Regions from separate parts of the Sus scrofa genome. Here regions 1, 2, 3, 4 and 6 are each linked to region 5. The links are chromatin contacts, called in public Hi-C and HiChIP or PLAC-seq maps. All regions are on one chromosome and are shown on one strand. Each heading gives the region's core, a stretch centred on a gene start, on an enhancer-like site or on the middle of the called end of the contact. The rest is flanking DNA. Distances are from core to core; before and after follow the strand shown.

Region 1 (3,319 bases), core at 432-2,931, 260 kb before region 5:
CTGTTAATCAAGTGGAAGTGATCCAGCAAATCCTGGCTTGTGTGGAAATGGTGGGAGCTGGCAGGGATGGGTGGCTTTCTGCGAGGAGTGGGCGTGTTGATTGGAGAGAAAGATTCTTCGGCATTCTCCGTATGGAGCCATAACTTCCATTTATTGAGTGCTTATGGGAGGCACTTCTCACATGTGTGCTATCATTTAGTCCTTACGACAGACCTATGAACTGAGTTTTATTATCCTCACTTTCCTGATGAAAGGTCAGGTTTAAAGAGGTTCAGGAACTTGGCCCACGTCACAGAGCGGGTAGGTGGCCGGGCAGGGCCCTCAGACGCTCCAGTCCACACCTTTCCTCCCAGGCTGAGCCAAAGACCTATTCCCCAGCCCGTTCTCTTGAAGAACGCGAAAGATTGTGTTGGATCCCCCTCTGCGATCCAACTGTGGTTAAAACCTCATAAATTTTAGAAAAACAGAATAACTCCCTAAAAGAAGATCGTAAATCCACTCTATAGAAACCATCCACCACAACCCCAAACCTCAGGGTGAATATATTCAGATTTCAGTGGGCTATAGGATTCTTGCTATCCCTTAAATATCACTCTGTTTCCTGGTAAACAGTATCCCTTACCGAGTCTTGGCACATGGATCGTGTAATAAGATCAGACCCCATCGCTCTGCCATTCAAGTTCCGTCTTAAGTCCAGGGTGAAAATCCAGAGCTGCCTTCGTTCCTCCTCTGTCTCTCGGCCTCTTTGTCCCACTGCCTACGATCCAGTTTGAAGTTCGGCACCATCCCTCTTTTTGTGCTTTAGATTTCTTTTTCTCAACTTTTTTTTTTTGTTTGTTTTTTCTTTTTTTTAATGAAGTGATTTGAAATGGAAAATTAAGAACTTAACTGAGAGTCTGGCAGTTTTCTGCTAATGCCTCTGTACTAGGAAGCTTCATAAAATATTATATATTATTATTCACTTCAGCACAGCTGCTCTGGGCTCTCACCCACTTAGTCATTCACAGTATGTCTGAGAGATTAATTTTTATAAGGCTGTGGTTTGGGATATTTTTCTCCCCCTGCACGTTTTACTTAAAATCCTCACCGGGAAAGTTTGTGGGGAAAAAAAATCCACCACCCCTGATAGAAGGTAATTTGGCAATATACATGCTTTCGGAACTATAATTGGCTGTTTTATTTTTTGTGCACGCTCTTTGTTTGGAATACTGCAATCTTTCTACCAGAAATCTCAAATGTAGGGAGGGGGGGATTGAGGACAAGAATGGGAGCTTGCAGGGCTGGTGTGTGTGGCAGGCAAGTTTTTGGAGATGCCCCTTTCTTGATGAAAGCCTCTCGGAGCGTTCAAGCCCTTGGTGTGACCCAAGGTGGGCAGGGGGGCACATGGGCTCAGGAGCACAAGGAAGAGGGAGGCAGAGGCAGGCCAGGGTCCGTGTCGGTGGGGTCCCCACCCCCAGAGTGAGAACCGCACTGTTTATCCCAGCCTCCCAGCAGCAGCCAGCAGGCCAGGGGTGTTTTCAGGACTCAGCTGCCAAAGTTTCTTGAAACAGCTCTGCTCAAAGGCATATGCTGGGCTCACTTCTGAGGGAAATTTCCTTTTTGGGGAAGTTGAAGCAAAGGAATTTCCTGTGTGGGCAGACAGAGCTTCCTGACTTGAAGGCTTCTTGGAAGGGAAACAGTTTCATAATGAAATGACAAATTAAAGACATACCAGCCGGGTTCACTTCAAAACAGCTATTGAGCGTGCAGGCAAAGCCCTATTCTACTCCCTCACAGAACAAAAATAAATCCCATCCTGACAGGTTTCTGTATGCGGGATTAGATCCGTCCCCCACACCTTCCCTCGCAGCCTGCTTCATCTCCCGTCCTCCCACCCCCGCCATTAGCTGCCACCGTCTCTGTCTTCACAGCCCTGGAGCCACCAGCAGGGAGGCCGGGCGCATCTCTCTCTCTCTTGCTGCCTTTCTTTCTGGCTTGGCCCAGTCCTGACCCCCACGGAGGCCCGAGAAGGTTCTGTTACGAGCCCCATGCTGCCAAGCCCCACAGAAAGGACCTCTTTCCTTCCCCGGTGGACACAAAGCAATGATTGAAGATGTCTTCGGCAATGGGCTTAAAAAAAAAAAAAAGAAAAAAAGAAAAAGCAGCCATTTCCTCAGGCTGGCCTTTAAGATCATGCAGGCAGTAAATATGAGTGCTCTTCTGGTCTGGGGAGCTGAGTCCAAAGCCTGGTTTGTTGAAGAAAAGAAGGCTCTGTGTTGGACCGACGATGTTCTTATACCTGAACGTATCATTTTATGCAGTTTAGACAGCTCGCATTTTTTAAATGGACTTGAAGACGCCTGATGAATTAAACTTCTCTTTTTATGGAACAGACCAGGAGAAGCAATGATGGCAGTTATCATTTGGGGTCAATATCAATTAGGCTTGAGCTAAGGGAGGAGAAAAGGCACAGGTTTGGGGATCGGATGTCCAAGGGCCAGCTCTAACTATGTACCACTGGCATCGTCACCAGGGACGAGTGGCTTCACCTCTCAGCCTCAGTTTCCTCATCTCTAAAATGGGCACAGCAGCGCCTTTTCCACAGTATGGTGAGGAAACTCGATTATGACTTCCAAAGCACTTTGTATGCGCCTCTAAAGCCTTGGCCAAATAGCTCTTGCTATTTAGTCACTATTGGGATTGAAATACAGTATTCGATTGAAACAGCAGGAGTGTAGGATTCGGAGATCAGTTTGGCAGATGTTTATTGGAGGTTTTCTCTGTGTGCAGTGTGCTTGGGCTCTGGGGCGAGGGCAATAAATGAAGTGTGAGGTTTAGAGAGGCCACATGGTGTAGCAGAAAGAATCTCGGACTTAGGGTCAGGAGGCCAGGGTTCAAGCCCGGCTGTTACTCAATAGCTCTGTGGCTGGGAGTGAGCTCTTTAACCTTTATGAGCCTCAGTTATTCATCTGTAAAATTGGGGGAAGTCAAACTCTATGACTTTAATAAGTTCTGTTCAACTCTGACATTGTTTAATCAATTTTAAGAGCCTTTTCTGCTGCTCATAGGATTGATTCAGAAGAGTAAGGAGGAAATAGTCCCTGTATGACAGCTTGTCTGATGAAGAAGCTTGCATCAAAAAGCTAGATATTTTTAATTAGTGTGTCTGATATGAACAGGAAAAGAATGGTGCTTGCCAGATATGTCAGCAGTGGCAGTTTGTTTTGGGGTGTTTCTCAGTGAATGCTGACTTGAAAATGACGAGGGTCGCGGCAGTTTCTTCAAGCGAACTTCTCTCAGAATTTTGGTTTACCTTCTCCCAGCTGCTCCAAGGGATATT
Region 2 (3,159 bases), core at 613-3,112, 280 kb before region 5:
AGAGCAGTGGTTATAGTCCTCTTGGGGAAATCGTTATTCCCCTCTGTCATGTTAAACTAAAACACCTCTGGTTTTCATCCGGCTGACAACGTGCTCTAGAGGTAAATGCCCCGTAAGCTGGTACTCCCCTTCCCTTCCTTGGGCTGAGACTAGAGACGCAGTTCTGAGAATAAAGAAGTTTCCTTTATTTGGGGATGTTCATCTCTTTAAGCCTCTCTGTCTGGGTGTCTCCATCAAAGAGAGCAGTATGTTATTTTTTGTCTTTTTAGGGCCACACCTGCAAGATATGGCAGTTTCCAAGCTAGGGGTCCAGCCAGAGCCACAGCTGCAGCAACGTGGGATCTGAGCCACGTCTGCGACCTATACCACAGCTCATGGCAATGCTGGATCCTTAACCCACTGAGCGAGGCCAGGGATTCAATCCATGTCCTCGTGGATACTGGTCGGGTTCATTATTGCTGAGCCATAATGTGAACTCCCAAAGATGACGCTATTTATTTCATGTTTCTAATGGCTGACAGTCTGGGGATTGTGCCACAGTGGATATTAGGTGCATGGTTACAGCAGTAGATTTAAGAATGAGGACCAGGAGTTCCCATTGTGGCTTAGCAGTCATGGACCCGACTAATATCCATGAGGACTCGGGTTCGATCCTTGCCTGACTCTGTGGGTTAAAGATCTAGCATGCGTGAGCTATGGTGTAGGTTGCAGATGCGGCTTGGATCCACGTGGCTGTGGCTGTGTAGCTCCTCCCATTCAACCCCTAACCTGGGAACCTCCATGTGCCGCAGATGCAGCCAAAAAAAAAAAAAAAAAAAAAGAATGAGAACCATGTCAGTCACCCCAGAGAGGAACAAAAAGAGAGATAAAGGAGATGCGTCTGTGGTGTGGGGTCCCCAGGTGTGAGTTTGGTTCTCCTTGGACAGGAGCCCACACTGGGCAGCATCCTTTCTGGGGTCCCCTTTCCCGCTGCTGGCCACAAACCCAGGGTCACTGTAGGTGTGTGGCCACTAGCATATTGTTTGAGGGCCCAAAAGCACATTTTGCTTTTTCCCCCTTTAGTCAAAGTACCTACCGTTTCTTTTGTTTCGCACAAATCTCGTCCTTGAAACTTTTTTTTTAATTACTCAATGAATTTATCACATCTGTAGTTATATCATGATCATCACAATTTCACAGGATTTCCATCCCAGAGCCCAAGCACATCCCGCACCCCCCAAAACTGTCTCCTCCGGAGACCATAAGTTTTTCAAAGTCTGTGAGTCAGCCTCTGTTCTGCAAAGAAGTTCAGTCTGTCCTTTTTTTCAGATTCCACATGTCAGCGAACCTTTTGAAAAGAGCCTCCATCCCAGGCTTAAGGTGTTGCTCTATTGCTGAGTGAAAACCATCACCAAGAGTACACGGCCCTCGAGGTCCACAATCCCTTAGTCTCGGGCCTTCTTTTTAGGGGTGTCATCATGACATAGTGTGGCGGTTTTCATCTCGAATTGTTTGGGCACGAGGGGTCCGGCCGTGCCGTGTGGACTCAGGTGGCAATAAGGACAGGGGACCAGGCACAAATGGAAACACACAGGGGGCTGCTCCAAAGAAAGGACAACAAAAAGAAGGCCCAACACGATAATGTAGCAAGTCAGAGTGTATACATTTTCAAGGTGACACCTCCCTCGACCCTTTTCTCAGCAGGCTTCGCGATCGACTTCCCAAGAAACAAAGTCAAATCTGCTGTGAGGGCTGGGTTCCTCCCACCTCGATGGAGCCGGTGAGGGTGAGGAGCTGGGCTTGAGGTGGCCTCTCTCACGCGTCCGGACCAGTTACAGGATCTTGTCAGTTTCTCCTGGCTTTAAGAGAAAGTCACTGTCTTACGAAATGCCACCTTCTTTTTTTCTCGCGCTCGCGCCATGCCATTTGAAAGCTCTGGCTGCACGATGTTTTCTTCATCAACAGTTTCACTTCTGCAAAAACCCCAACAAAACAGAAAGCTATTTCTGGGAATAAAGTTAACGGTAGATAAGATAGCTAGACGTATATTGGTGGGGAGTTAGTTGAGGGTTGAAGCCTATGGAGAATTTTTTACACTAGAAAAACAGACTATGTTTAACTGTTTAAAAAAAAAAAAAGCCTATCTCACCTTGAAAACCCCCAAACATATTTTGTATGTTTCCCATATGTGTGTTTGTCTTTGCCTTTTTCACCTCAAAACCCCCAAACCAAACACCAAAAATATAACTCATCCTTAAGTTAGAGTTGCCCCAAATATGTGTGATGTTTGGTGAAGTTCACAAAAGGTGAAGTGGAAGGTGTTGCCTCTGGGCTACCTTTCATAGGACACCTTGATTGATCCAGAGGTGAAATTTAAATCGAGGGTGTCTGCCCTTCAGTAAGAAATTCACTAGGAGGGAGTTCCTGTGGTGGCGCAGTGGAAATGAATCTGACTAGAACCATGAGGTTGCAGGTTCGATCCCTGGCCTCGCTGCTCAATGGGTTAAGGATCCAGTGTTGCCATGAGCTGTGGTGTAGGTCGCAGATACAGCTCGGATCTGGCATTGCTGTGGCTCTGGCGTAGGCTGGCAGCTGCAGCTCCGATTTGACCCCTAGCTTGGGAACCTCCATATGCTGCAGGTAAAAGCATAAAACAACAACAACAACAAAAAAAAAATTCACTAGGAAACTTTAAGAAGTGCGTTTAAACAGAAGTGTTTCAAATGCCCTAGTTGCCAGTAGAGGATGCCTCAGGAACGGTATAGTGATTCCATTCGGAAATTACAAAAAAAGTATGTATATATTCATTTAAAATTGAAACTTCCTACCACAACCACCAAACTTTCCAGGTTATAAGCAGAAGAGAAGCTTCATTTTGGTCCAGGGCTGGGGGACTCCCCTGCTTCCCTTTGCACAGTTGATAGAGTCTAAAATGTTAGAGAACTCTTTCCAAAACGTAAACACCCCCTTCGCTTTATTTTAATCTGTTTTTTTTTTTTTTCTTCTGCTCTTGATTTTTGTTTTCACAATGGCAACTTACGGATCTCCTACCACCACCCACCACCCCACCACCACCTTATTTTTGGACCGTGTGTGTCCCACTTTACTTTGCCCAGTTAAACCACAGAAACGAACGGAAGTTATGTTTCTGTGTGGACTGCAAGTCAAACCAGTTGGTAT
Region 3 (3,359 bases), core at 147-2,646, 320 kb before region 5:
CTCCCAGTCTGGGCATCTCAGCTGATCAGGGGTCCCCGCTCGCTGGTGTGCACTGCCGTCCACAAGCCTTGCTCTGTTATCCTTACTGACACAGGTACTATTTGTAGCAGACCACCAAGCGGGATGGGCATTGTTTCCTTGCAGGCACGTAAAAATCCCACACGTGCCCCTGCTCGCCTTCTGATCCCTCAAGCCGGTTACGGAGCTATTCATGCCTTCCGTGCAGCTGAAGCCCAGCGCCACCCAAGCAGTTCTGCTGTTCCGCTGGTTTATTTTTCTTACCCTTGCCCCCACCCACCTTGGTGTTCTGCCTTCGGTGTTTATTGAGTTACTCATTCAGCCAGACCTGTGGGGATAATGAAGAGATGTAAGAAACTGCCCCAGGACTTCGGGGACTTAAAACCCATTTGAGAAGAAAGGGCTAAGCACATGAAGGAGTCATCTAGCAACACGAGCCCTTGGACGGAGGAGATAAAAATGAGCCAAGAAGGGGATTTCTGTGCAGGAGTGGTCAGTAGGCTGGACTGAGTTGGCAGTCTCACTACATGGCCTAGACGCTTAGTCTCTCCCCTTATTATTATTATTTTTTAATTTTTTTGGCTCTTTCCACAGCTGTGGCATGCAGAAGTTCTCAGGCCAGGGATCGAATCCATGCCACAGCAGTGACCTGAGCCACAGCAGTGACAATTCCAGATCCTTAATTGCTAGACCACTAGGGAACTCCTTTATTTTATATAATATTCGATATATACACAAGAAGATATGCGTTACAAAGCATAGTGATAAAATGAATCTCGCTGTCTTCCCACCTGAGTTAGCCACCATCTTGAATTTGGTGGGTTTTATTCCTTTGCCACCTCTGTGTTTTGTTTTGTTTTGTTTTTTAACTTTTTCAAACATCTCCGTAGAACTCATGTGTTTTCATTGGCAGTCTCATAATTTTCTGTGAAACGGCACCTCTGGAGGCAACAAGGACTTACATTATGGTTAATTTTATGTGTCAACCTGGCTGAGATATTGGCCAAACATTATTCTGGATGTTTCTGTGAAGGTGTTTATGGATGAGATTAACATTTGAAATCATGGACTTGAGTAGAGCAGGTTGCCCTTCAGGATAGGGGTGGGCCTCTTCCAATCAGTTGAAGGCCTGACGAGCACAAAAGACTAACCTCTCCCCTCCTGGGAGGAAGGAATGCAGCAGCCAGCCTTTGGCCTTGAATTCTAGCCTCGGCTCCTGTCTGGGTCTCCAGCCCTCTTTGTAGATTTTGGACTCGTCAGCCTCTGAACCTATGACCCAGTGCCTCAGAAGAAGTCTCTTCCTGTGTCTCTACACACGTCACTGGCTTGGTTTCTCTGGAAAGCCCTGACAAAGACAGCACATCACATTTCACATGCCACCTAGGTAGCTGTACAGAATTGAGCAGTGTGCTCTTAGGTCAAGAGATCAGCAGTGTGTTAGTCACAGGCTGGGAAAGCGTGTGGCTAATTCTGGTCTAGGCTGTGGGAGAGAAACCTGGCTTTTCTGTAGAAACAAAGCTAACCGTCTCTTTGAGGAGTACTCCTTTCTCCCTTTTAGTCCTGTACCTCCTTTCGAGGTGCTCTGGCTTTTTCTGGTCACTCAGCTACTTTCTCCTCCGCACCTCCGTCCCCTTAGAGCCATCCTTCCCAGCGCATGTGCAGTCCTACCTGTGTGTTCCCATGCATTCCATGAGGAATCTTGTTCTGCTTGTCACCAGGAAAGACACCCGCCCAAGGGTGGGGGCTGTGGTCAGTCTGTATTTCTCATGTGTGTCCAGTGCCAGATTATCAGTCGAGGTGCCTCTCAACCTGTTGAGCCCACGTTATCCTCTCCCAACAGCAGCGCCAGGCGGTAGCTGCGGTCATCGTGCTGCTTGCCCTGCAGGGGGAAATGGCAAAGAAAGTTGTTGAAATGGGTTTGGATCCAGATAGTGTGGTCTCAGAGGTCCCGTTCTTCACCCTTTTTATTTATGGGTTGATGTTAACATTCTTTTAATTACAGTTGATTTACAGTGTTTTGTCAATTTCTGCTGTATAGCAAAGTGACCCCGTTATACATATATGTACATTCTTTTTCTCACATTATCTCCCGTCCTGTTCCATCACAAGTCCTCACACCTTTTAAACACATTGTAAACTGGGAAGTGCTCTGCAGATGTGATACGGCTGTGGTCAAAACATGCCCACTGCCTTGGAGCCCTGTGGTCTGCAGGCTGAGGGCTTGGGTGTGGGAAGAGCTGATCCAGGCTCATGAGGTCCTTGGGAGGAATGTATTTCTCTTCCTGGAAAAGCTCTGGTTCTTTAACAGGAGCCTTCCCGTGGCCTCAATTCCTGAGCCCCAAGGAAGAGGCCTTTAGGAAGGATGGTTAGGGGCGAGGAGGTTTTGAGCCTCCTCGAGGTCACACCAAGAAAGCCACTCCTACTTGGTGTTTGAACAGGTCCCGAGGGAGTACCTGTTGTGGCTCAGTGGTAATGAACCCGACTAGTATCCATGAGGACACAGGTTGGATCTCTGGCCTTGCTCAGTGGGTTAATGATGCTGCATGGCTGCAAGCTGCAGTGTAGGTCACAGACGAGGCTCAGATCCTGTGTTGCTATGACTGTGGTGTAGGCTGGCAGCTGTAGCTCTGATTCGACCCCTAGCCTGGGAACTTCCACGTGCCGTAGGTGCAACTCTAAAAAGGAAAAAAAAAAAAAAAAAAAAACATACCACCCCTCCTTTTTTCTGCATCTCTCCTGGTTCCCTCTCTGTTGTACTCTCTTGTTGACCCTGGGATGTAGAGATACTGTTTCTGGTCCCAGATTCCTTTTTCGAAGGAAAGAGAATGTTTGTGTACACCTCTGTTTTCTGCGGGAGATCCGTGCTGCTCCCTCTGCTTCCCAAACATTTCTCCTGAAAGCGTTTTCAAAGCATCAGTCATGCAAGGTAACAATGGTTTCTGGATCTTTTTAGGGGCATGTTCTTAAGTACTCAAAATGAGTAAAAGTCATGATTTATATGTCATTTCCTTGTTTTCTTCAACAGCATTATGCTTGAATCAGTAAGTATTTCGGTCAACATTTTTTGAGGAAGACTTGTGTGATGTTTCCCAACCTTCCCCTCCCCCGAGGGTGGACTTGCATCACTGAATCACTTTTCTCTACCTTTTTTTTTTTTTTTTTCCCCGCTTTCTGTCTCCTGTTTTGTCAAGGCTCCAGCAAACTCCAGCCCTTTTGCGGTGTTTTTTCAGTCCTGAAATTTTAGCGTGGCTTCTGTGATTGTGTTAATTTCCCAGCATTATTTCCCAGCCCGTCAAGGAAGCCTCGTAAAAACAAAGCACTTTGTTAAATCCTCAGGTGGA
Region 4 (3,573 bases), core at 516-3,015, 300 kb before region 5:
CGAGAGAAAGCCTTTCCCTGGGGCCCTCAGTGGGCTGCCCTTTGCCCTTCCCTAGAGAATGACATTGTAATGTGCAAATCCTGCTTCTAGGAGATTAGAGAGGTGGAAGGATGCCTTTTGCAAATGTGTGTAGAGGGCAGCTTTAAGCTGTTCTTTGAGTGGGGGAACCCAGTGACACGCTCCCCGGTGTATCCCCCTCCTGACTCACATCCTTTCTCCCCATTCTAGGCCAGGTGCCTCCCATGTGTTTGGTGACCCAGAAAAGGGGAAAGCAAGGCTGCCTTTTGTGGCACTGCTCTTTGTGATTGGGAAGTACCGCCTGGGAGAAATGATGTCAGTATGAGGCTTTATGTTAGGGTGACTCTTCCTCTGCTGCAATAAGAGAAGTCAGAAATAAGTCCAGTAACCAGGTTTTTTTTTTTTTTATCATTTTTTAAAAAGTTTTTTATGAACGTATAGTTAATTGACAGGGTTGTGGTGCTGCTGTACAGCAGAGCGATGCAGCCACACCTGTACACACGTCCGTTCTCATTCAGGTTCTTTTCCCTCAAGATGATCACAGAACATTGGGCAGAGTTCCCTGGGCCAGTCATTCCACACACCTCAGGGTGCCTATGCTGATCCCAAGTCCCCAGGCCATCCCCACCCCCAGGGGTCCCCCTTGTCAACCATGGATTTCACAAGCCAGGTTTTTTTTTTCCCTTCCTTTTTTTTTTAAAATCTTTTCCGGTCACCCTGTGGCATTGGAGTTCCTGGGCCAGGGACCAGATCCGAGCCACAGTTGTGACAATGCCATTTCCTTCACCCACGGTGCTAGACGTGGGATCAAACCTGCATCCCAGCACTCCCAAGATGCTGCCGATGGCACAATGGGAACTCCTCAAAAACCGGTTTTTGATCTTTGAGTTCCTGTGGTAAGTAGAATGAGACTATGTTCTCCTTCTTCCGTGTTAAATTTTCAGCACCTATCACAGTGTTTAATAACCACAGGAAAAAAATCTTTTTTTAACTACAGCTAGGTGGCCGAATGAATGGGTACCCCTTACAAGCAAGTATTTACCTTTTCTAATCAGATGGTTTTCCGCTCGCCCCAGACTACACATATCAAGAATTTAGGATGCTCATGGAGAAAAAGGAGGGCTTTGTGTTTTTGTCCATAGCACTTCTATCTGACAGCAAGAGCTGGCCAAACTTTAGAAGTCTTTTTGGAGGTTTTGAAATTCCCCACTGTTATTCTTAAGAAGAAGAGAGAGAGAATAGTTTTTTTTTTTTTTTTTCTTCTACCTTCTTGGCCAATAAGGAAAAGCAAATTTCAGAAAAACATGGGACGGAACAGGAAGTGTTTAGAGGTTTAGTCATACTTGTTAGGTATGAAAAAGCCCCACTGCATTCTCATATTGTTTCTTTTATGGACTTAACACTTCCTACTTTGAGAATACCTTCCTCCCCAAGGGCTCGGGCCCTTTACAGTCATTAATCTTCATTCCGCTGCTTTTCTGAGAGACTCGAAATGTTAACTGCCATTTTGCCCGTGTCATACCAGCTCCAACACTCAGCCGAGTGTATCTTATCTGTGCGGGTCCATTAGCTCCGTGGAGAATGTGGCCCCACTCAGGGCCACAGGGGGACCAATGTGGCCTGGTTTCGCCCTTGAAATGGCACCTCCCAGGAATCACCTCCATCCCAGCCCAGCCGAGAGGGTGCATCATCCAGGAGGGCGGGTCACCCTGGCAAGGAGACTCCCTCCCACCTCATGGTCCTGACCTTCAGCCCGGCCGGCCGCCAGAGATGTGACCCCGATGATGCTGTGTGCTCAGTGCAGTCACATCTCTGGTGCCACTTGGTAGGAGATTCAGAACACACAGCCATGAAATTAGAGCAATTTGAAATAAAGAGGGGATAGCTTTCGGTCTGCAAGGTCAAAAATTTCTGGCTTCTTGGTTGTGTGTTTGGGGTCTTTTTTTTTTTTTTCCTGCTACCCTTTTTCATGGTGAAAACGAAAACAAGAACTGATCACTACCTGATTTCTGAAACAAGAAGTGTGATTGCAGATACTTCTGTTGGCCTCAGATTTTTTTCATCTGAAAAATGCGGATGCTGGTCTCGATTTCTCGGGCCCCGTTCTGCGCACACCCAACCGTGAGGAAAGAAGCAGGAAGTAGGAAGCAGGAGGGTGAAAAGAAAACAGACTCTGTCTCCTCCAAAGCTCTACACACAAAGGAGACCGTCTCCTTTTTAAAAATCTCTCCACATACCCAGGGCATTTCCACCTGTCGCCTTCTGCCCTCTCACCCTGTGTTGTTTGTCCTTTTTAAGTGCCAGGGAGGGCGCGGACAACTGCCCTGGGTTTCTGGGTGTGCCTCACACACAGACACACCTTCCCCTTTCTGTCCCTAGAGGACCTGGAACAACCCTTGCTGTTAGGACGCCCTGATCCTGGGCCTAAATCCATTATCCCGGATGTCTCTTTTCTATTTAAATTGCCCGCCTCCAGGTTTGCAATCACTTTATGAAACACTTGAACTTTCAAAAACTTTCTAATAGATCTTTTACTATCTTGCCTGAGCCCGTGGTGCTACTTTTCATTTTGCTGGGGGTCCCTGCTCTTGATTCGGGGAGAACACGTTGCATCAAGGCTTAGGAATCCAACCTCCTTAGATTGAAATTCTAGCCCACTTGTTGTGGGACACTGGATAAATAAGTTCTTGCAACTCATTGGTTTCTTCATTTATGAAACAGAAAGGTATCCTATCCTAAGTGTCTGGTACATAGAAGGTGCAGAATAGACTTGATCGACCTCTTTATCTTCCTTTTGCTCTCCCCCCACACACCCCCACTGCTGGAATCTGCCTGTCGACACATCACTTCATTTTCCTTCTTTCCCTTCTGTTTAAATACAGCAGGTCCCCTCTCTAACAACCCACATGGGGCTTCACTGCCCCTGAATGTTTATGGAACCAGTTGGGAAAGAGGTGTCATTAGCAAGAACCAGTTACCTCAATGCAAGAAATGTAATGTGCTCATTACTAGAGCAGGGCAGGCACTTCCCACACCCCCGACCCCAGGCTTGATAATATTGAAGAGTTGATCTGTAAATCCACATGCAGCTTATGCTGAGAGAGGGTCCCCTGCCCTCATGCTGGGAGCAGACTGCAGGGAAAGCGCCGCCCAGCAGACCACTGGGCGTTCCTGCTGTGACCTCTCCCGTGCTCATCCAAAGAAGCAAAGGCGTGTTTCCTCGTCAGGCAGAGTGTGGCTACTAGTGTTACAGAAAGTATCTTGAAATCTCTCTCCTCCAGTATCTCCCCAACTCAGAGAGATGGATGGATTAGCTGATGGACCCAAGATGTGCTGACCTGGCAGTGGCAACTTCTGCTTATTGCAGCATCTTTATACGATTTGAGTCTTTTTTTGAGTCTTTTGATTTCTCTTTCCCATTTTTTTTTTTTTCTGCTTGAAAACAGATGATAGGCAAAGGCATTTGAAAGTGGCTTAATCTCTCTAATGGATAATAGTTTTACATGACTGTTGTGTCTTCTACAGCACAGTCCTCCGTGTAAAATGATGGGATAT
Region 5 (3,277 bases), core at 743-3,242:
ACAAGGGCAAGTTCATGAAGACATGTCCAGAAACTCACCTAATCCTGGGGAAGGTGAGAGCCATGGATGCTGTGAAAGGGAGGCTCAGGGTGCACGCTGTGCTGCAGGTGGTCCTGGAAGGCGGGTCCCACGCTGAAATCTAATGAGAGCACAGCCAGCCTCAGAGAGCCTGGCTTCCAGAGGAATTCCTCACGGGCCAGGTCACACCTCCCTCAGCATTGCTTCCCCGGTACCCACCAGAGTCTGACCCACAGGAGACGCTGAGCTGAACAGAATCAAAATTAACCAACTTCCTTATCCGACCTTTTGCATTTTAAACCACATCTCCAGCTATGGGGTTCATTCCATCACAGTTTTATTAAGCCCCCCTGAGGGGTACACCATTAAGTAGGGAGAGAAGATACAAAGGCAAATGATCACCATCCAGTGAAACAAAGGTTATAATTCAAGTGCATGCAAAGTACTTTAGGAGCCAGAGATAGAAGCAAGTAACTGTCAGCGGAAGCCAGGAAGTTTCCGCCACGTAAGAAATATTTGAACTGGGTTTTGCAGGAAACACAGGAATTCAGTAGTCAGTGACATGCAAGAGTGTTCCAGCCTAAAGATGGGCAGAGGAAGGGAGATGTGAGAGAGAGCTGGAAGGTTCCACCATGAATGATTAGTACTTCCACTCACTGGGGATTAGGTATAAGAATCCAATGAGCAGAGACCCTAAAACAGTGGGTTTCCAAACTGGGCTGAACATCATAAACACCTGGGGAACTTTTAACCATCCAAAGCACACACCACCTCCAACCAATTAAATCAAGAGCTCAGGCTGGGAGCCAGCCATTGGGATTTTTTTTTTTCTCTCTTTTTTTGAAAGCTCCCAAAGCGATTCAATGTGCTGCCAGGTTTGAGAACCACTAGTCTAGAAAGAAGAAAAGTGTGCAGAATTCGTGGAGGTCAGGCCCTCCTGATGTCCCCCTCCCCCAGTCCTGGCACATATGCCCCCTGGGAAAAAAGTCCCCAAACTTTTTTTTGCAAACCACAGCCATGGGCTTCTTCCTGCTGCCCCTCCCCCCACCAGCTCTTTGCTCTGATGAAGCGTTTCTCAAAGTTGCTCCCCAGACAGCAGTATCAGCCTCCCAGGGAAACTTGGTAAAAATGCGCATTTCTCACCTTCTTCTTCCCAGACCGTGGGACTGCTCCCCAGAGCATGGGGCCCAGCAATCTGCCTTAACAAACTCCCCAAGCATGCCAAGGTATGAGAACCACTGTTTCCGGAACACCGATTCCAAGCAGTGTCTAGGTGTGGCTTTGCAGGTGCGGGGGCTGCACCCCCAGAACCTGCTGGAGTTGCTGCTTCATCAGCAGCATTCTGGAGCCGACCTTATACCATCACATGGGCCTAGAATCAAGGGGCCAGAAGACAGGTGGCCGGTTGTTCTCTGTGATACCAGGGAAACGCTTTAGGGTAGGGAGGTACGGGGCTGGGGGAGGGAGGTCATTTATTTTCTCCTTTTAATGCAAAGTGGGTTGCTTTATTTTCTCCTTTATTTTCTCCTTGTAAGCAATCCTTCAAGATATTTTAAATCAGGACTGGCAGGAAAACCCATAAGGTCGATGGGCATGGATTTAGCACAGGTACTTTTCCTCCGGAGAAAGGGATAGGTTAAGGGGCTGGAAGTCTTATGTGGGGGAGGAGGAAGGAGGAAGAAGGGCACTGCTGGTTCACTGCCTCATCCATCCCCTCCTCCCAGCCCCAACCTGATGGAGAATTCGCAGTTCCTAGGAAGAAAATAAAATAAAGGAAGCTACAAAGGAAATGAGTTTTCCGCATAGAAATGGAAATGGCCTTTCCCCTTAAGGTCAGACGGTCGGACAGAAAGGAGTACACCTTGCAGAACAACCCGGGCTTTCTTGCTGCTGGAGCCAGTCACTTCCTGAGTCCCCACTCACTTGAACAATCAGCCAGCTTCTCATTGACGCATTGATTTCGGAGAACACCAGTGTGTTCTCTGGCACACAATTAAAGAGGGCAAATGCTTTCAGGTTTTTACCTTCTGCTTTCAGCTCCACTGTTCAAGCCAAACTACAGAACTATCTGTACTTTTTCTCCCTCCCGCTTTAGCAAATCAAATTCCCCAAATTGGGGGATTTGACAGCGAGTGTATAGCGCCACCTGGTGACCACTAATAAAAACAGCTTTCTTCCTGGTTCTCTCGTTTATCTTTGTAATAATCAAAGGCTGCAGCTTCCTGACAGGTATACATTCAGATTTCATGCCTGGTCTACTTTCCCGTGGGAATTGCAACCTTGGCTGAAAATCTCCTGTTTTTTCGCAGGCACGAAACACAATATAAATAAGCAACAGAGTTTTCTCTGTCTCTTAAATAATCAAGCATTTTAAATCTTTTAAAGTACAAATGTATTGGTTGACAAAAGGAAGCAAGAAACTTCTGGCTCTACCTCTAAATCATGACAAATTGTCAAGGATAAGTTCTCCCTTACCATGATTCCTGGGGTCCCAGTGAACAGGAGAGCTGAAGTACCCTTGACACGACAATATCCTGGATTTCAAATTTCTGAAGCAATATGGTTTTTTTCTTGATTGAGATATAATTTACATATAACATTATACTAGTTTCAGGTGTACAACGTAATGATTTGATATTTGTCTACACTGCAAAATGATGACCACAATAAGTCTAGTTAACATCTGGCATCATACACAGTATGGTTGTACGGTGACCAAAGCACTATTTAGTGCTGGAAAGGAAATTCGGTCTGCAGAGCTATTGTCAGTAGTGGAACTTGCAGACAACTAGGCATCAGGAGAAATCAGTTCTAGTCTTGGCATTGCTGCTAGGCCACTGTGTGACCTTAGGCAAGTGACTCAATCTATTTGGAAACTTAGTGTCCCAGGCTCACTACCCTCTTCACTATTTTCCCATGATTTTAAAGACATTCCCTTCCAAAATTCACCTCTAAAAAAGTAACTACCGACTTTTCTGTCTTTGGTAATCGGATGTATAAATGTCCAACGAGCTTCTGATCATCATGAAGCAACCAGTTACCATAATGACTTTACATCTTAGAAACAAAGACATTAGACCTTATCGTGCTCCTCGGTGCAGGTATGACTACTGTTAGACTTTTAAAACATTGAGAACCTAATAAAATCCATTAAGAAAAATTAAAAAAAAATAAAACATTGAGACCCTAGGTATAACTTTCCCAAGCCCTAAGGGCTGAGGAGTCTCAGTTTGGGAACCACCACCAGATAATCTTGAAG
Region 6 (3,578 bases), core at 618-3,117, 380 kb before region 5:
CAGTGTAAGGACCAAAGGCAGATAAATGTGTGTGGGGGTTGGGCTGGGGGACAGCAGGTGGTCCAAGGCTGAGTGTTGGTTTGGACACGAGCTTTCTGGGAAAGAATAGGACTACGACGTGGCAAGGACTGCCCAGGTCCTTGGAAACTCACGAATCCCATTATGCCAAACTTCCCAGCTACTGGACTCTTCTATTCCAACCCTTTAGTAAATTCTGGTTTAAAGTGTTCTTCGAATGAGCGTGTGAAAAATTCTGAACACAATTTATTATGTGGAGAGAGGAAGGGAAGTTGGTAGGAAAGGTCCGTAGGATAGGGCAGCTTGGGAAATCTGTCCTGGTATACCTGTATATACTACATAACACGCATTATATTTATACAGATGTACTTACCTATCTGTAATTTAATACACATCCATACATCAAACCTATACGTATGATAAGGGTTTAGAATTTAGGCATAATGCTCTCAACTTTCTGCAGTGGACGCTTGCAAACATTTTCAGAGACTATAAATAACAATAGAAACAGTAGAGTGATCAGAGTACGTGCACTCAAGGCTAGAACCCTCAGCCCGACTGGCTCGAAACCTCCTCTAAGTGTTTTTGTTGTTTCTTTTTTTTCCACCAAATATTCCTCCCCCGGCAGGATCCCGGGGGCATCCTATCCGCCAATGACGGTTTCAGAGCTGTGGTCCCGGGGAGGAGTATTATCTCCAGGCACGCGTCCTGTCAACTCAGTAGTCGAGTCACCTATTTCGGTTGGTAGCGGCCGCTATTTCTTTAAAAGGACAGCGGATTTCGAAACCCGGAGGAAGGGGGGGGGGGTGTCAGGAAAAGGAACTCAACTGCCTTTGATAACTGCCCGGCAGCCTTCCCTTCTCCACAACGCATGCGGGGCTGGGGCAGCGCCCGCGGCGGCCGCATCCCCGGCAAGCGCGCCTCCCCTTTTCGGGGCGCCCACCTTCGCGGGGATTCCCCGGCCCACGGGGCTCGGCGTCTGCGGGCGGCCTCCCGGCTTTGTCTCCAGCGTCGCGCTCCGGCGCTCGCTCGCTAGCCCCTTTTCCCCGGTGCGGGCTGTAACCCGATCTCCCATTTCCTGGTGGATTCTCTTAAAGAGGCCGCGGTCGAGAAGCAGAACAAAGGCTATTGTTTTATTTCCTCCTTCGGATTCCGCGTCCTTACCGGAATGCCCTTTCCTATATAATTATTTTCATTGCGTCTCCGCTCGGCGGGGAAAAAATACAAAAAAACCCTTGTGCCTTCCAAAGTATCCGAGAGACGGAGCTCGGGGAGGGGGGGCGCTTAATAAAACCTGTTTTGAGGTTTCTGGGGCCCCGATGGAACCTTTCTTGGCGTGTCTTCCACGAGCCTGGCGCGGCCCGGCCCAGCCTGGGAAGCCCAGCGCTGGCCGGAGGGGGCTGCGCCGCCCGCCTCGTTAGCCACCGCGGCCTCACGCGGCCCCGCTCCCCCGGGATCCTCCGCCCGCGCCCCCGCCGCTGCCGCCGCCCCTCCCCCAGCGCGGCTTTTATTTCCCCGATGCCGGCCTGTAACCCGAGCTTTTATTTCCTGGTGGCTCCTTTAAGAGGCAGAGCTCAGTGCTGGGAATTCACGTCAGTTTCTGCACTGAAACTCTCAAGATCAATGAGCAAAGAGCTTTCTCAGTTCTGCCTTTCAGTTTCTCTCTTCCAGGAAGGAAAACATTCGAGAGAACTAGCGAGGGAGAGCGGCGGGAGGGCGGGGGGCGGGGGCGCCGGCCCGGGTGGGAGGAGAGAGCGGGAGGCCGGCCGGGCTGCGCCCCGGGTCGCCGTGCCGCGCCGCGACCTGCAGACCCCGCCGCCGCGCCGCCCGGCTCCCACGCCCCCGCCGCCCCGCGCGGCGACTCCGCCGGCGCCCCGCCCCGCCCCGCGCGCTCGCGGCCCCCCGGGGCGGCCGCCGGGAGAGATGCTGCAAGAAACTTCTTAAATGACCGCGTCCGGCTGGCCGTGGAGCGTTTCTGGGTTGGGGAGAGGAAAGGAAAGTGGAAAAAAACTGAGAACTTCCTGATCTCTCTCGCTGTGAGACATGTCTGAGACTCCTGCTCAGTGTAGCATTAAGGTAAAGATCTTCTCCCCCTCCCTCTCCGGGGTGGAAAACCTTGAGCTGCACTGGCCCGGCCAGTCCTGCTGGGCTCTCCAGTTCCGAGGGGGCTGCTGCAGTCGCTCTGTTCGCAGGAAATTATTTGGGGCGCCGGGGAAGGAGATGCAGCTCGCGGCGGCTGCCGTACCCTTTAGCGTAACCTTGCTACTCCCCCCTCCCGCCGAGCCCCCTGCCGGCTCCTGCGCCCCCACCCCACCCCCTTTCTTTTTGACGGTGAAATGCCCGTCACCATCGGTCAGGAGGATCCCGAGTGGTGTCTAGGACCGTAAAACAGCCCCGTAATTAGTGCTCTTTTTAAAAAACCTGCTCCCTGCTCCTACTCCCAACATGTGACCAAAATGTAACTTTTGTTCCCGAGGGGTGGTCTCCTTAGAAAAAAAAGTTCTCCAGCCCCATTGGGGTTGGAATCATTTCTTTAAAAAAAAAAAAAAGAAAGAAAGAAAGAAAGAAAGGCTCCCGGAGTCTGATCAGACAGATTCCTCCCCCCACCCCCAACCCCGATTGTAATTGCAAGCGCTTGTGGAAGAGACAGTCGTGGTGTCAGCTTTTCCTGGGCATTGCACAATGAATTTCTTTCTTTTTGTTTGTTTGTTTGTTTCTTTTTTTAAACCAAGGTGAATAAAGTTGCTGAATGGTTGTTTTACTCGGATGCATCTGAAAGTTGAGCAATCCCAAAGTAAAAAACTCCTGCGATGCAGGGAGAGAGAATTATTTAAGTGACCAGGAAAAATGACCTTCCCGGTTTGACAGTGCAGAGAGGATATCTAAGCGTAGAAATCTCCCGGCTTTCTGGCCATGGTTTGCAGTATTGTAAGTGCAGGAGGGTGGAGGATGTTTGCAAACACAGTACTTAGCTTCCAAGTGGTTGTATTTGTGCATTTATATATGTGTATGTGTGTGTCTGTAAAGGCTAGTGGTGCTGCGGTTTGTTGCTTCTAAAAAGTTGCCGTAAAGTTTGCCACCGTGAGGAGGCAGAATGATTTATCCATCTCCCCCAGTTATTTTTGCCATTGCTGCTTTTGTTGTACACTTTCATTTCACTGTCCCATGTACCCAGATGGAAAAGCCTTGCTGCTTCTGTGAGAGGCTGAAGCTGCTGAAGTTTGTTTGTTTATGGCTTGGCCCATTTAAGATGCATTTATTGAGTGGACCCTGCAGCAACAAGGAACAAATAACTGGTTTTCTTCATTGGTGGGGAATTCGAGAAACCTGTACTGTTTTAACATTGCTTTTCTGCAGAATCTGTTTAGCGGGAACACAGTATTTTATCATATTTGCTTATTAGGCTTTCACAATTATACTCAGGTTTTAGTGGGTTTTTTTTAATCAGGGAGGATTCTCATGGGTTTGAAGTAGGGTTAATGTGAACTTGAAAAGGTGGGTTGGGTTTAATTGTTTTTACCTGGCAAAAAACACCCAGGGGAACTTTCGGGTTTCTGTGT

The links. A called contact is a pair of places that touch in the nucleus more often than the background predicts. HiChIP or PLAC-seq counts read pairs in DNA pulled down with a chosen protein or histone mark.
Region 1: a contact with region 5 is called in a Hi-C map of alveolar macrophages, with 4 times the contacts expected there. The contact joins two enhancer-like sites. A contact is called at or near these places in 4 of 47 Hi-C or Micro-C datasets (alveolar macrophages, embryonic fibroblasts, fetal liver and 1 more) and 1 of 2 datasets of contacts at active chromatin or transcription factors (alveolar macrophages).
Region 2: an H3K27ac HiChIP or PLAC-seq map of alveolar macrophages shows a contact between it and region 5. The contact joins two enhancer-like sites. A contact is called at or near these places in 5 of 47 Hi-C or Micro-C datasets (embryonic fibroblasts, epiblast stem cells, omental adipose tissue and 2 more) and 1 of 2 datasets of contacts at active chromatin or transcription factors (alveolar macrophages).
Region 3: an H3K27ac HiChIP or PLAC-seq map of alveolar macrophages shows a contact between it and region 5. The contact joins two enhancer-like sites. A contact is called at or near these places in 2 of 47 Hi-C or Micro-C datasets (embryonic fibroblasts and epiblast stem cells) and 1 of 2 datasets of contacts at active chromatin or transcription factors (alveolar macrophages).
Region 4: an H3K27ac HiChIP or PLAC-seq map of alveolar macrophages shows a contact between it and region 5. The contact joins two enhancer-like sites. A contact is called at or near these places in 3 of 47 Hi-C or Micro-C datasets (embryonic fibroblasts, epiblast stem cells and subcutaneous adipose tissue) and 1 of 2 datasets of contacts at active chromatin or transcription factors (alveolar macrophages).
Region 6: a contact with region 5 is called in an H3K27ac HiChIP or PLAC-seq map of alveolar macrophages. The contact joins the promoter of ETV6 here to the enhancer-like site in region 5. A contact is called at or near these places in 2 of 5 promoter capture datasets (fetal liver and liver), 23 of 47 Hi-C or Micro-C datasets (adipose tissue, alveolar macrophages, blood and 14 more) and 2 of 2 datasets of contacts at active chromatin or transcription factors (alveolar macrophages and skeletal muscle).

What each region holds. Positions count from the first base shown.
Region 1 is chr5:60,651,538-60,654,856 of Sscrofa11.1, reverse strand. The region is part of intron 2 of ETV6 (transcription factor ETV6); the gene reads left to right. Among named protein-coding and RNA genes, the nearest start is that of ETV6, 120 kb to the left of the region's middle. Within about 2 kb of position 1,681, at least 43 of the 83 cell types and tissues checked have an H3K27ac peak or open chromatin away from gene starts, as enhancers often do. A contact at or near this core is called in alveolar macrophages, where this site is marked.
Region 2 is chr5:60,669,789-60,672,947 of Sscrofa11.1, reverse strand. The region is part of intron 1 of ETV6 (transcription factor ETV6); the gene reads left to right. Among named protein-coding and RNA genes, the nearest start is that of ETV6, 110 kb to the left of the region's middle. Within about 2 kb of position 1,862, at least 6 of the 83 cell types and tissues checked have an H3K27ac peak or open chromatin away from gene starts, as enhancers often do. A contact at or near this core is called in alveolar macrophages, where this site is marked.
Region 3 is chr5:60,711,753-60,715,111 of Sscrofa11.1, reverse strand. All of the region lies in intron 1 of ETV6 (transcription factor ETV6), which reads left to right. Among named protein-coding and RNA genes, the nearest start is that of ETV6, 63 kb to the left of the region's middle. Within about 2 kb of position 1,396, at least 6 of the 83 cell types and tissues checked have an H3K27ac peak or open chromatin away from gene starts, as enhancers often do. A contact at or near this core is called in alveolar macrophages, where this site is marked.
Region 4 is chr5:60,689,688-60,693,260 of Sscrofa11.1, reverse strand. All of the region lies in intron 1 of ETV6 (transcription factor ETV6), which reads left to right. Among named protein-coding and RNA genes, the nearest start is that of ETV6, 85 kb to the left of the region's middle. Within about 2 kb of position 1,765, at least 16 of the 83 cell types and tissues checked have an H3K27ac peak or open chromatin away from gene starts, as enhancers often do. A contact at or near this core is called in alveolar macrophages, where this site is marked.
Region 5 is chr5:60,393,191-60,396,467 of Sscrofa11.1, reverse strand. No RefSeq gene overlaps it. Among named protein-coding and RNA genes, the nearest start is that of BCL2L14, 37 kb to the right of the region's middle. Within about 2 kb of position 1,992, at least 12 of the 83 cell types and tissues checked have an H3K27ac peak or open chromatin away from gene starts, as enhancers often do. A contact at or near this core is called in adipose tissue and alveolar macrophages, where this site is marked.
Region 6 is chr5:60,775,081-60,778,658 of Sscrofa11.1, reverse strand. It overlaps ETV6 (transcription factor ETV6), which reads left to right and starts at 1,867. Exons shown (of 8, transcript XM_005652587.3): 1 at 1,867-2,094. The coding sequence starts at 2,062.